2 separate regions of the Sus scrofa genome follow, and region 1 is linked to region 2. A link is a contact called in public HiChIP or PLAC-seq data. All regions are on one chromosome and are shown on one strand. The core of a region is the stretch at or near the end of the contact, and the rest is flanking DNA. Distances in the headings are between cores, read along the strand shown.

What was found. HiChIP or PLAC-seq counts read pairs in DNA pulled down with a chosen protein or histone mark.
Region 1: a contact with region 2 is called in an H3K27ac HiChIP or PLAC-seq map of alveolar macrophages. The contact joins the promoter of PTPN1 here to the promoter of UBE2V1 in region 2. A contact is called at or near these places in 1 of 5 promoter capture datasets (liver) and 2 of 2 datasets of contacts at active chromatin or transcription factors (alveolar macrophages and skeletal muscle).

The regions. Positions count from the first base shown.
Region 1 is chr17:52,011,242-52,018,420 of Sscrofa11.1, reverse strand. It overlaps PTPN1 (protein tyrosine phosphatase, non-receptor type 1), which reads right to left and starts at 1,317. Exons shown (of 10, transcript NM_001113435.1): 1 at 1,084-1,317. The coding sequence starts at 1,146.
Region 2 is chr17:51,660,717-51,667,911 of Sscrofa11.1, reverse strand. It overlaps UBE2V1 (ubiquitin conjugating enzyme E2 V1), which reads left to right and starts at 3,414. Exons shown (of 4, transcript NM_001205094.1): 1 at 3,414-3,491. The coding sequence starts at 3,470. It overlaps LOC110257429 (a long non-coding RNA gene), which reads right to left and starts at 727. Exons shown (of 4, transcript XR_002340005.1): 1 at 1-727.

The DNA.
Region 1 (7,179 bases), core at 68-2,567, 350 kb before region 2:
TGGGAAAGCAGACCTCTGGGTCTTTTTAATCTGAAGATGTGGCGATATGTGAGAACCCCCACCTTCCTAACTTTTCATTTCTGAACCACCATAACCCACAAGAAGATGAGGACTGGGAAGACACGATCATCTCAACCATGATCAAAGGATAAGATGCTCATGGAGGAAAGATACTATTTTAGAGAGGGATAAAAAAGGTTAATCTTCCCTGTTGCTTGTCCGACACAGGGTAATATTTTGGCCCAGTGGAGTGGGTACTACTGGCTTCCCGGCTAGAAAGCAAGAGTCTGACACTCTCAGGGCTTAGCTCACAGAGCAGACGTCTCTTCCTCTGACAGATCTTCCCTGATCCCATTCTCTGAGGTAGCCCACTTTCCCCTAAAGTTACTCTTCACCCCGTTATGTTTTGTTTTCTTCACAGCACTTGTCGCCATCTGAAATTATTTGCTTTTGTGTCTGACCGTCCTATTCGACTCGCAGCTCCACGGGGGACAGGATCTTGTCTGTCTTGTCCAGCAAACACTACCTCCAACGCCTAGGCAGTGCCTAGCACGGAAGAGGCACGCCAATTCAGACCCATTAAATGAATGAACAGGAAGGGGGAAGGGACTGTCATCCATGGGACTCGACACACACTAGGGGAAAGGAAATGTAAAGGAGGGAGGGGAGAGCAACCCTTTCCCCCAGAGAGACAAAGGAAGACAGTTTGAGGTGGTCCAGTTTAGAAAAGGAAGTAGTGGGGGTGTTCTATCAACCCCTGGGGACAAAGACTGGACAGGCAGGGGGGCGGGGTCGGGGTGCAAGGGGGAGCAGAGGCGGGCGGCTCCCAGGACTGAGAGGTCACCCGGGCTGGAGGATATGAGGTAGGTGGGAAATCAAAGGGGACTGCGAAGCCAGGGAGAGACGCAGACCCACCCGGGGGACAAAGAGAGGGGACCGGCCTCCGCTGCCGTCGGACCGAATCCTCAAGCAGCAGGGCTGAGCGGAGGGCGGGACCCAGGCGGAGAAAGGGGTCTGGGGTCTGAAGAGAAGGTTCACGAGGCCTAAGCGAAGGGCCTGCCGCGCTCCGGGGAGCTCCCGCACCTGGTAAATGGCCGCCCAGTTCCCGGCCTTGTCGATCTGCTCGAACTCCTTTTCCATCTCCATGACCGGCCAGGGCGGCTGCTGCGCCTCCTCCTGGGCCCACTGCGCCGTCTGTTTCTCTCGGCCGCTTCGCACACTCCGCCCGGAGTCCCGCAGCAAACCTCGACTCCGGCCGCTACCGCCGCCCCGGCCGCCGCTGCTTCTTCATGTCAACCCGGCAGCCGGAAGTACGCACAGCGCTGCCGCGGGCTCCGCCCCTCAAGCGGAAGGACCAATAAGCGTTCAAAACGTCATCGAGCACTTCCGCAGGGCGGAGTCGGGGGAGGTGCTGAGGAGAGCCGCCTCAGCCCCGCGAGATATCTTGCAGCGTGCGCTTCCTCCTCCCATCCTGGGCTCCGGGCTTGGGCGTGGCACGCGCCGGTTGCTTAGGCGACCCCCGGGAGCCCCGCCCACGCGCGTGGGTTTGCAAAGCCCCCACAGATTTAGAGTTTAAGCCTCCACGTGGTCCATTGAGTCAGAGAGTGACTTTGAAGCATCATCCCTGTTTCCTGCAGCTCCAGGGCCCAGGCCTAAGTGCTCCAAGCTGCGGGGGTGGGGGCCGCTGAACGCTCCCCTTCTATCTTCCCGCCTCCAGCAAGATATGCGCGTTTTTTTCATGACAACTTAGAGCTTCCTGATTTACCAGGCTGCTGGTGCCCCCTGAATGTACTATCCTTGTCTGAAACTCAAGATTTCCATTTGGAGTCTCCTATCTTGGGCATTGCAAGAATGAATGGATTGGGGTCTTGTAATGATTTTCACTTTTTCCCAAAGTAGGAAGGAAAACCTGCTCAGACTGGACTCAGTGGAGCACAAATTCCATGGTGCATTCGTGTGTTGAATAATGGCAGATTTCTGGGTCCACCTCCAAAGGATTCGGATACAGGAATCTGTATTTTTCACGGGCAACTCCAGCTAATTCTATATCTATGATCTTTGAAGCACATATGAGAAGGGCTGGTCAGGTTTCCTTCCCACAGATTCTACTTTAAGCCATCCAGTTTTGGTCCTGACACGTTATGTGGAGATTGCGAATTCCATGGGGTCAGAGACCTAGAGGAGGACAGAATTATCTCTGTTCACTCTTCCCATCTCAAGCCTCCCAAGAAGCAGCTGTGTTGAATTCCAGCTCATTCCTTGAATGCTTATGGCAGGCACTGTGCCTGGCATTCCAAGTACACTTTCTCATTTAATCTCTACAACAACCCTACAATATAGACACTGGTATCATTCCCATTTTACAGGTGAGGAAACTGAGGTGCAGAGAGGCAAAATCACTTGTCCAGTGTAGCTTTGCATATTGGTATGGAAGCCAGGATTCTAAGTAGTCTCCAGGGGAGTGCTTGCTTTGGAGCCAGGCTGATTCCAAATTCCAACGCAACCAAACACTAGCTGTGCAACCTTGGGCAAATTACCTACCCCTTCTCTGCCTTCTTTCCCTTCTTTGTTAAATGAAGATAATAAAAGTACCCACTTCAGGAGTCCCTGTCGTGGCTCAGCAGAAACAAATCTGACTAGCATCCGTGAGGACGCAGCTTCGATCCCTAGCCTTGCTCAGTGGATTAAAGGATTCAGCGTTGCTGCAAGATGTGGTGTAGGTTGCAGACACAGCTCAGATCTGGCATTGCTATGGTTGTGGTGTAGGCGGGCAGCTACAGCTCTGATATGACCCCTAGCCTGGGAACCTTCATATGCCACATGTGCAGCCCTAAAAAGACAAAAAAAAAAAAAGTACCTACTTCATAGGGTGGTGTGAAGATTGAAAGAGTATTTATAATGCTTTCAGTATAATGAGTTGATCAATTAATATGACCCTTCATTATTATATACCTTCAATTAACAGCAAATGGGAGATAAATTCTTTTTTTAAGTCTTTTTAAGGCCAGTTTATTTTACATTTTTTTAAGTTAAATTATTTATTTATAAATAAATAACCATGTGGAAGTTCCCAGGCCAGGGGTGGAAACTGCACCACAGTAGTGACAAAGCCAGGTCTTTAAAACACTGAGCCACCAGGGAACTCTAGGAGGTAAATTCTTAAAAAAAAACTTAAAAAAAAATTTTTTTTTTTTTGGGCCGCACCTGTGCCACATGGACGTTCCTAGGCTAGGGGTTGAATCGGAGCTGCAGCTGCCGGATTACACCACAGCCAGAGGAACGCCAGATCTGAGTCCCATCTTTGGCCTACACTGCAGCTTACAGAAACGCCAGATCCTTAACCCATTGAGCGAGGCTAAGGATCGAACCCTCATCCTCATGGATACTAGTCAGTTTCTTAACCCACTGAGCCGTATCAGGAACTCAAGGAGGTACATTCTTATTGGATAAATGCAATTGGTTTGATAGACAATGTCTTTGGAAACTGAGTATTCCAAGGAGGGGGAAATTAACAAAAGATGCCCATTTGGGTGAAAAGTTTGGAAACCTCACACTTTGAAGCTGCCTAATTAAAGTCTTAGCCATTTAAGTGACTCTCCAGGTTCATGTACTCTTTCTGCCCTTATTTCTTCGAGTGCTAGTTTGTCTGGAACTCACAGAACTGAGAGCTCCTTGAGGGGGACAGAGAACAGGGCTGGTCCATTCCTCTCCCTGTGAGCTGAGCTAAGTAAGTAAATAAATCAAACACTAATCTGGAGCCCAAGTGGCCCTCATGCCTGCAGGGAGTGCCACCCAGTGACTGGACCAGGCTTTGAATGGGGCCAACGCTATGCACACGATCTTGGTGGAGGAGTGGGAAGGGGGTGCAGGAGGCTAGAGCAGGGTCCATGTGTAATCAATGGATGTATTAGTTACCTAGAGTGGCCATAACAAATGATCAATCACAAATTGGTGGCTTAAACCAACAGAAACATATTTTTGAACAGTTTGGAGGCCAGAAGTCTGAGGTCACTGTGTTGTCAGGGCCACACTCTCTTTGAGGTCCCTTGGGGAGAATCCTTTGCCTCTTTGACCGGCGGCTTCAATCATTCCTCAGCTTGTGGTAGCATAAAACCAGTCCCTGTCTCTTTACACAGTTCTCTGTGGCTCCTTTTCCTGCTGTCTAATCTCCTCCTGCTTCACTCTTTCAAGGACACCTGTCATTTGACAAGTATAGTAAGGACCTTTTCTAATCCAGGATGATTTGGTATTCCCAGGTGATTCAAGATGATCTCATTTTGAGATCCTTAAATTAACTACGTTTGCAGAGTTACCACTGTGGCTCAGCAGAAACGAATCTGACTAGCATCCATGAGGACGCAGGTTCCATCCCTGGCCTCACTCAGTAGGTTAAGGATCTGGCGTTGCCATGAGCTGTGGTGTAGATCACAGATGCCGCTCAGATCCCGTGTTGCTGTGGCTGTGGCGTAGGCCAGCAACTACAGCTCCGATTGGACCCCTAGCGTGGGAGCCTCCATATGCCACGGGTGCAGCCCTAAAAAGGAAAAAAAAAAAAAATTTAGTTATGTCTGCAAAGACCCTTTTTCTAAGTCAGGTTATATTCCAGGTTCTGGGGGTTAGGACTTGGACATACCTTTTTGAGGGCCCTCACTCCACCTACTATAGTAGCAGAGGGTAAAACTTTGTCACAAATATTGATCCTGAATGAAACCCCTAATTTCAGGTATCAGCTAATGACCATCATATCCAGTCTTTACAAAGAAGCAGCCAGAGTGCCATTTTAATTTTTGGATCATGAAAATCCCTCCAATAGCTTCCCATGCTTCTTAGAATGAAACCCAAATAAGTCCTAACCCTAGCTCCCCAACCTCTCTCCTTCTCTTTTTTTTTGGGGGGGAGGGAGGCAGGTGGGCTGCACCTACTTAATGTGGAAGTTCCTAGGCCAGAGATCAAACCTATGCCACAGCAGCAACCAGAGCCACTATAGAGACAATGCCTGATCCTTAACCTGCTGTGCCACCAGGGAACTCCCCTTCTCTTTTTCTTTTCTTTCCTTCTTTTTTTTTTCTTTTTTTTTTTTCCTTTTAGGCCTGCACATGTGGCATATGGAAGTTCCCAGCTAGGGATCTCATCCGAGCTGTAGCTGCTGGCCTACACCACAGCCACAGCAATGCCAGATCTGAAATGCATCTGTGACCTCTGCTACAGCTTGCAGCAATGTGGGATCCTTAACCCACTGAGCGAGGCCAGGGATTGAACCTGTCTCCTCATGGATGCTAGACAGGTTCAAAACCCTCAGAATCACAACGGGAACTCCCTCCCCTCTCTCCTTGTACTCTATGCTCAACAAGTCCTCTACCACATTGAACTAGTTTCTTTCTTTTTTTCTTTTTAGGGCCATACTTGCGGCATATGGAGGTTCCCAGGCTAGGGGTCATATCAGGGCTGTAGCTGCCCGCCTACACCACAGCCATAGCAATGCCAGATCCAAACCACATCTGTGACCTACACCACTGCTCATGGCAAAGCCGGATCCCCAACCCACTGAATGAGGCCAGGGATTGAATCCACGTCCTCATGGATGCTCGTTGGGTTCATTAACAGCTGAGCCATGATGGGAACTCCTGAACTAGTTTCTAACTCAGGACCTTTGCACCAGCTGTTCCTGCTCCTTGGACCACTCTTCTTGTACATCTTCTCACCCTTAAAGTCTCAGGTCAGACGTCACCTCTACAGTCTCTAAGAAATAGCCCCCAGTCACCCTCTGCCAGTGCCCCTGTTTTTTGCGTCATAGTACTTATCTCTGGCTAAAATCCCCCCTCTTTATTTCTTGGCTTGCTTCCTTTTCCTGCCCCCACTATAATGTTCCATGAGAGTAGGGGCCTCAGCTTCTTGTCTGTGTCCCAAGCCCCGGACATTGGGTCAGGAGGAGGGACTCGAGGTGCTAGAATCTTCCAGGGCTCTCTGAGGCATAACTCTTGTCTGTAAAGCTCTGCCAGTTCCTTGCCAAGTCCTGGCCTAGAACCAGTCAAGCCGTGGTATCCCTCAGAGATGTGATGGTGGTGACTGGGAATCTTTTAGTGATGACTGGTTAGAAAATAAACAGATGACCATGTGTCATGACAGCTAAAGCATTTTCCTGGCAGGCCTGACTGAGGAGTGGTCCCACGTGGTTTCTTAGGCCTTCCCTTTACATATTTAGCTAATGGAGGAAATCAATGACCCATTAAACTTTTTAAAATGTCCTAAAGAGTTGTCAGTAGAGAAGGATGGCTGTTTATCAAACCTCCGATGGATCATCGACTCCTAACTTAGCAGTGTCAGCAAGTTTCCTGGTAAAAATCCATCCTGGTCTTTTTTCTGGGAGACAGCACTACCTCAAGAGCTTGGGAATCAGAGGGAGACCAAGCTAGTCTCTGCTGAGATGTCACTTCCTTGGAGAGGCCCCTTCTGATGTCCCCTAATGAACGGTTTCCCAAATCTCTTGTGCTTTTCCTTCTCAGCACTCATCAGACATCTGAGGACACATTTTCTCCCTGCTGCTAGCACGTGGCATTATGTTATGTATTTATTTTGTTTGTTATCATCCGTCTCTACCACCGAATATAAACTTCATGGAGAAAAGAGACTGAGTCGATTTGGTTCAATGCTGTCTTCCTTGAGCCACAGGTCATTCCCAGATGGGCCCAAAAGTCCCTGGAAGTTCCTAGAAATCAAGATGACAGGGCTTCCTTCTGCCTCATAGACTCGACCTCGAAGGTCCTCAGGGTCACCTAGCTCCCTCTGTCCACCAGGGAGGACACACAGCCAGGAAAGGAAATGGCCCTTCCCTCTGAGATCCAGCCTGGTCTCCTAGTGAAGTCTGAGCACCGTGACTGGTTGGCTCAGTTGGGGTCAGCCCAAGACATTCCTGAGAGGGAAGAACTAACCAGGGGCAAAACCCCGGCCCATGGCACCGGAACCTGGATACATGGAGCTTCAGCCTCTAGCCCCAGACAGTGCACTAGGCGTGATCTCGCATTTTATATTTCCTACAAGCCTGGTATCAGCACATTTTGCAGATGAGAAAATGGGTAAAGAGGTGAAACCAGTGAACACCCAAATACAGAACGCTGGTCCAGGCCCAGCAGATTAGAACCTTCTAAATCCTGGGTCTGCTACTTACTAGCTTTCAGGCCT
Region 2 (7,195 bases), core at 2,165-4,664:
TGGACCAATCACTGGCAAAAAGAAATGGCAGTGCCTGTGACTGGCTTGGGATCATACCTGGAAACTGGACCTTCTGCCTCCTAAACAAAACCAGGCTTCCGTGAGAATGGAAAGACATGACTGATCTGGCAGTCAACAGTGTCCAACACACCTCCACTCTGGACTCTTCACCTCCAGTCTTGCTGCCACCCAATTCAATTTCCTTGAGGCAGCCAGGCTGCACTTTGTAAAAATGCAAACCCGCTTAAGTTTTGCTTAAAACTTCCCAGGCTTCAGCTCCCTCACCATAGAGGAAATATCAAGTGCCCCATAGTTGAATGAACTGGCTTCCAAACCTGATTTTACTGCTTATTACATGACCCTGGGAAAGCCATCCTACTCCACCGAGTCTGTTTCCACAGATGACAAATGTCGAGATGATAGCTACTTAGCAGGAGTCACTGAGGAAATGATAACAGTAAAAATAATAATAATGGTAGCAACTATAAAAAATAAAAATAAAAACTAATAATGGCAGCAACTAATATTTATATACCACTCGCTCTGTGCCAAGTCTTTTTCTAAATTCTTCAGTTCTATTAGCCATTTTAATATTCCCACGAATCCAATAAAACAAGACTCTCATCCTCACCCGCTGAAGCTACCACCAGCTCAAGCGCAGAGACCGAAGGGAGTACAGGCGACAGAAATAATGCAGCTCTAAGGTCTGGCGGCGACCTCCGGGGAGGGGGCGGAGCCTCTACGAGAGCTTTAGTTTAGGGAGGACTACAACTCCCAGCAGGCTCTGCGACACCGCTAGCCTATAATAACCAGCATGCCACGGGCTGTCGGGGTTAATTTACTCCTCCTTCGAAGCGCTCTGTGGAGTTAGTCTTATTGTGAGTTTTGCTTGCCAGAAGTTTCCTGCGGGAACCAAGGAATCTATGCCAGTAAATAATTATGAGCATTGTGGATGAGAGGCTTGTGTTTTAATCTTCACGCCTCCACCTGTTAGCTCTGAGTCTGTTTTCTCATCTGAAAAAATGGGGCTATTCCTGGGAGTTGTTGCATTGAGTTTTGAGGATTAAGAGCTGGATATGACAGCTTGATAAACGTCAGCTCTTCTAGTATCCCCTTCTCCCTCAGTGCCAATGCGTTTATCAACGTATTTATCTCCACAGTAACCCTATGAAGTTGGTACTGTCATCCCCCTTTTCACAAGAGGAAATTGATGCCAAGAGAGGTTCAAGTCTCTTGCTTGAAGTCAGACTGCAAAGTGAGTGGTGAAGCAGGCCCCGAACCCAGAAAATTTCATTCCAGAGGTGAGCCCAGCTAAGGAGCCCAAAAACCTCCCACTTGCTATCTTGACGTTTACAGTGACCTAAAGTCAGGGGGCAAATATTTTCTGTGCCCTTCAAGGTAAACTTGAATCATGTGATACACAGAATAATGTCAAGATGATTGCAGGCAGCCACTGCTGGGAAGAAGACACAAGTGGCACTCTGAGAATCATAGCTGAATTTGAGCTGGTTGGAGAAATCAGGGATAGCGTCCCTGAAAGGGCAGTGCTGGAGCTGGGAAGAGTTGGAACAACGCAGGCAAAAGCCCTGAGGAGGAAGAGGACATGCATACCAGAGGTCTTGAAAAGGGCCAGTGTAGCTAGAGAGGGACAGCAAGTCTTAAGAGGTTCAGGCAGGGGAGGGAGGAAGTAAGACACCCAGGGTGCAGATTTTAGGGAGGCACTCATTTGAAGGGTGGTGCAAGCGCAGAGCCTAGATCTGAGAGTGAAAGCCCCTTTAGGTTGGGTGCCCTAAACACCTCACTGGCCCGATCCTAGTCCTGGCCCTAGGTGCCAGGTCTTGTGGGTAGTAGGGTGGATAACATCTTGATTTGCCCTGGCGAGTCCTGGTTCTGCTTGTTGTCTGAGCAAGATTTCAGTCTTGGCCCCCTTTCAGTCTAATGACTCTCCTTGTTGGATAAGTGTTCTGTGGTCCCTCAACTTGCAAAGTCTGTGTTTTATTCTGTGAGAATGGGGAGCCACTGAAAAGTTAAGTTGAAGGATGTTTTGAGCAGACTCAGGCTGCCATAAGGAGAATGGAACATGAGGGCAAGAATGGAGGCTGCTAGGTCATCCAAGTGGGAGAAAGGGGGAGCCTGGAAGAAGTGGATGGAGAAGAGAGATGCTTAGGAGACACTGCTGTCAGAACAGAATGATGAATTGCATGCACTGAGTGAAGGCTTCCAACTTCCTTGTTCCTCTGCACTGAAAGCCCTGGTGTTTTCTCTGCCCATATTTAGCTGTGTTACCTTGAGGCAATCTTTTCACCTCTCTCAGCATCAGTTTCTATATCCATATTAAGGGCTTCTCAGAACATTTAAGATTGAAGAGTTTCTTCTGGATTTAACATTTGCAAAATGTCCCCAGGGCCTTTGCACATGCCATTCCCTCTACCTCCTTCCTATTATTCAGGTCCTTATTGAAGTTTGAAGGAGGCCTTAGAAGGCCCTCCCTGACCACTCCTTCTCTAGTTTACTCTCTATCCTATTATAGTTATGTTCTTTCCCACTTGTTTACTTTCTTCCTGTCTCCAACTAAAATGTAAGCCCATGAGAGCAAGGGCTTGCTTTTTCAGGGATTATAGTCATCCTTAGCACCTAGGACTGCATCTGGCACATAATAGATACTTAGTAAATATTTGTTTGATATAATGAATGAAGGAAGGAACAAGCGAATGGGGAATGCGTTCCTTGACACTTTAATGCCCCCCAAACCATTTTAGCTACCCTTCTATAAGACCCTTCTGGCCTGGGAGCATCCATCCTGGAAGCAAGACACCTGGCCCACATTCAAATTCTGACTGAGGCACTTAACAGCTGAGTTTAGTTAAATCGGTTAACACCTCTTCCCTTCACTCTGCAGTTTAATCCCAGCTTCATTCTTTTATCCCCACCTGGTAGAAATGTGAAGATCCAACTAGATAGGAAAATGCTTAAAGCAAAATAGGCATTTTAAAAAATATATTATAAATTTGCATGTTTACTTTTTTACTTTTATCGATTTACAATACTGTGTTAGCTTTAGGTGCACAGCATAGGGATTCAGGTTTTTGTGGTGTGGTGCTGTTGTTGTTTTGCAAATTATATTCCATTATAGGTTATGACAATACGCGGGTTTTTTTAAGCTTTCTTATCTTTTTCTTTCCCAGTCACGCCTTTCCAAGTCTGATCACCCTTGCCTTTCTCACCAAGCACCTCAATAGCTCCTTCGCACCCAAACCTGAAGGACCTTGCAAGCTGCTGGCCATGGCGCACGCAAATATTTCCTCTCCTAAAGGGCAGAAAAAAAAAAACCTTCCCGGCAACGGGTCCCGCGGTCTGCGGAGCTGGCGTCAGCGGAGGGATTTGCGCATGCGCACACGCATGCGTAGAAAGGCCCCGGGACGGGCGGGGGGTGAAGAAGGGGCCGGCCTTTGAGCGACAGCGACGCAAGATGGCAGCCACCACGGGCTCGGGTGAGCGGGGGCGCCGGGCCCGGCCGGCCGAGGGGGCAGGGGTTCGGGCCGGGGGCGGGGGACCTGCAAAGGCCCTTGCTGCGGGGCTAGGGTCTCTGCGTTGCCTCTGTCTGCTGGGCCCCACGGCGGCGACCCAGGCGGCCTGAGTGGGGAGGAGGAGCAGGCGGTGGCCGGAAGCACGGGCGGGGGCCTGAGGGGCCTGTGGGAGGCGCGGCAAGGCCCAGAGGCTCCCCCGGGCGGTGTGAGGGCCCAGCTGAGAGGAAGGGCCCGGCCCCGCTGCGCTGCTGGGCGGCGAGAGCGGGCGAGGGGTGAGCCCAGAGACACCCCTGAGGAGACTGGAGCTGGCGGCTCTCTGGGGGGAGATCAAGGGGTTCTCTGGAGGACGAGGAGGCTCCCCCAAACGAATGGAAGTCCTTTATTGGGTGCTGAGGGTCTAGGCGGGGGGGAAGCAACCGTGGGATGTCCATTTAGCGGGGACTTCAGAGAAGCCTCTCCGGATGGATGGGGGAAGGAAACAGCATTCTGAGAAGTGATTGAGAGGATCCCCCATTGGTTCAGGGGACGACTCCAGTGTTAGTTTTGGGGATGGGGTTAGCTGAGGAAATTTCTATGTTGATTAGAAAGGGGGTGTCTGGGGTGTCTGCTTTTGGGGAGATTCGGGGTATCTCTACAGGATAAGAGAAGGGGAAAAGGATTTCTCGGATTCCAGCGGGATCTCGTTGGAGCATCAGAAAGTGAAATGACCCCATGGTTACCAGGCCCCTATTTGAGAAGATAGATGTTAGGTTTTTGGATAGCTCCGGGTAGGGCAGTTGGTGGAAGCCTGCGATACTGGGCGAAGAAGAGATGAATTGGGAGCCCTGGAGGTGTCTGGGGTAGGAGTCAACTGAGGGAAGCCCCATGCAGTGGGTGACAGTAAGAAAAGGTCGGGTTTCAGAAATATTTCTTTTAGAAAAGATCTTTATTGAGTGTCACTCCTTTCCACTCTTTTGAATATTGATAACACATGGTTGTTCAGCTCAGCAGTTCTCCATCGACTTGATGGGCATGGGGAGAGGGACAAGTGAAATGGGAACCTTGGGTGACTGGAGAAGAAGGCTGAGAGGCAAGAGAGCATGAGGGGGCTACACTTTGTGTGTGTGTGTGGAGGGGGGGGTCTACCAGGCCCTAGTAGATAAAGGGAAGTAGCATTTATTTTGAAACTGGATTCCCTGCTCTACATTTCTGAGATGTGCCAGAGGATCAAATCCTGAAGGGTCTGTTTCAGAGTTAACACTCCCAGTTGAGCATCAGGGGATGGACTCAAATGGCCTTCTGGAGCAGGCAGGCTGAGGATTGCCTGAGGAAGGTCCCTCAGAGGGGTTGATGATGCAAGAGAGTCTGATTCTGGAAATGCAGGATTTGGGAATGACAGTGTCTCCCTCCCTTTTGGTGAGGATGCTGTCCCCTGAGGTGCCTGGCAGTCAAATTGGCCAGTGAAGTCCTCCCAGATGAGGTGACAGTGGGTGACCTGTGATGGAAAAAGCAAACAGGACCACCAGCCCGGACATTGAAATCTGATGCTGCAGCAGTGTTGTTAGGAGAGAGTCGGTGACCCAAAGTGAACAGGGTGGGGGGAGTGTGTCTTTCAACGATGGTCCCCCTCCAGTATCCTAAGGAGCCATCTTTGGCTGATTGTTATAGTGGGAATAGAGGGAATTTGAAGTGGGGGATCTGACTGAAGTCACCTGCCACAGGCTGCCTTTTATACTTAAAGCAATGGGGTCTTCCTAGAGGACAGAGGAAACCATACATCATTTTCCTAGATTTTGATTTCAGTTGGAACAGTGCTGAGTCAGTTCATTTACCAAGAGACCGCCAGAGACATTCTCAGAAGAGAGAGGCTGAGTCAGGCCAGACTGCTGTGGGAAACCTCTCACTAGAATAACACCCCTGCCAGGTTGCTATGAACAGGGGGGTGCACTGTGCCTGGAGCAGCCAGCATTATGGTGCTCTTGCAACTCAGCCCTGTTGGCAATCACTTGATAGTGGCTACCTATAATCCGGTTTAACAGCTACCTAATTCTAACTTCTTGAGGCCCTGCCAGTTGAAGAGTTCTTCATAAATGCTGTGGTGGTCAGATAAAACATCTTCAGCTGCTGTCTAGTGGCATATAAGAACACTTGGCATGGTTTAGATAAGATGGAACAGGTTTTGAGTTGCCCTAAAATGGGTTTCCCAGAACTCCTTTATTTATTCAACAGGTATATTATTAAGGGTTTGCTGTGTTCCGTGTGAATAGCGAACAAGATGGACATAGTCCCTGTCCTTGAGGAGCTTCTCTTCAAGTCAGGAAGAAGCCCATTAAAGGACAAAATAATTAAGAAGATTTCAGATAACAGTAAATGCTGTGAAGGGAATTGTGTAATGTAATAGTGTCTGGAGAGGTGGTCAGGAAAGGCTTCTCCAAGAAGGGGCATTTGAACTGAGACAAATGATGGAAGGAGCCAACAGTGTGTGTCACAGGCAGGGGAGGGGGAGACAGTGAGTGCAAAGGCCCCGTGGCAGGATGAAGCTTGGCATGCTGAAAGAATAAAATAAAGGCCTTAGTGTGCAAGGAAGTCTTCTTAAAGAGATGGGTTGCAGAGATACGGCTTTGGATTTTTTTTTTTCCCCTTCTTTTTTTTTAATGGCTGCACCCTGGGCATATGGAGATTCCTGGACCTGAGATTGAATCCAGTCTACACATCAGCTATAGCAGTGCAGGATCCTTTAACCCACTGAGCTGGGCCTGGGATCCAATCCATGCCTCCACAGTGACCCCAGCCACTGCAATTGGATTCTTAACCCCTTGCACCACAGCGGGAACTCTTGGTTTTGGATTTTATTCTGTGTGAAGGGAAGCCATTAACAAGTGTTTGGTCTGAAAGAGACATTCAGTAAATATTTGTTGAATGAATAAATGAGAGTCTTAAAAAGAGGAGAAAGATCCGATATCTGCTTCCAAGCAGTAAGAGTGCAGAGTGCTACGGTCGAAGCAGAAAGATTTTATTTGTATTATACTAAAATAAGTGTACAGGCCTCTCTGCTAACCCTGAGAAGCCTTTCAGGTGTGGTCAGAGGCCCTGAGGCCTTCCCTAGACTGGTTTAGAACAAGCCTCTTGATTAATCCATGCCCCTGGTTGCCAGGAAACAGCTGTGAAGCCTTTGAGTTCCTATAAGGGCTTAGTTTTTTGTGGTCACTGCTTTTAACACTTGGCAACACCTTCTCACCTCCTTTGGTTCTGCAGTGTGTGACTTCTGCCTAGCTCTTAGGGTGTGGGACTGTGGAAAGTACACTAGAATCCTCAGGATGCCCATGCTGCCCTGGCCAAGATTGCAGGACCTCAAAGAGTAGCTCTTGGTTGCCAGGCCTTTCCTCTCACCCAGCCGCCTACAGTCTTCCCTGACAATTAACCAGAAACTTGAGTACCAGAAGAGTAATCCCTTTGCGTTTTAAATTTGCATATGCTGGAGTGGCCTCATACACACACTCCTCAAATGAACATTTAACTAAATGGGCAGTGGATATTACGTGGTCTTCCATTTCATTCAGGGGTGTTCCCCAGGAGCAGCTGGAGCTGGGAGATGAGAACCTGTGGTCTCTTAGCTCCAACTGGCACCTTAAGATGCTCACACGGTGAGACACACAAGAATGATACCAGCTGAGTGCCTTTTGTACGAC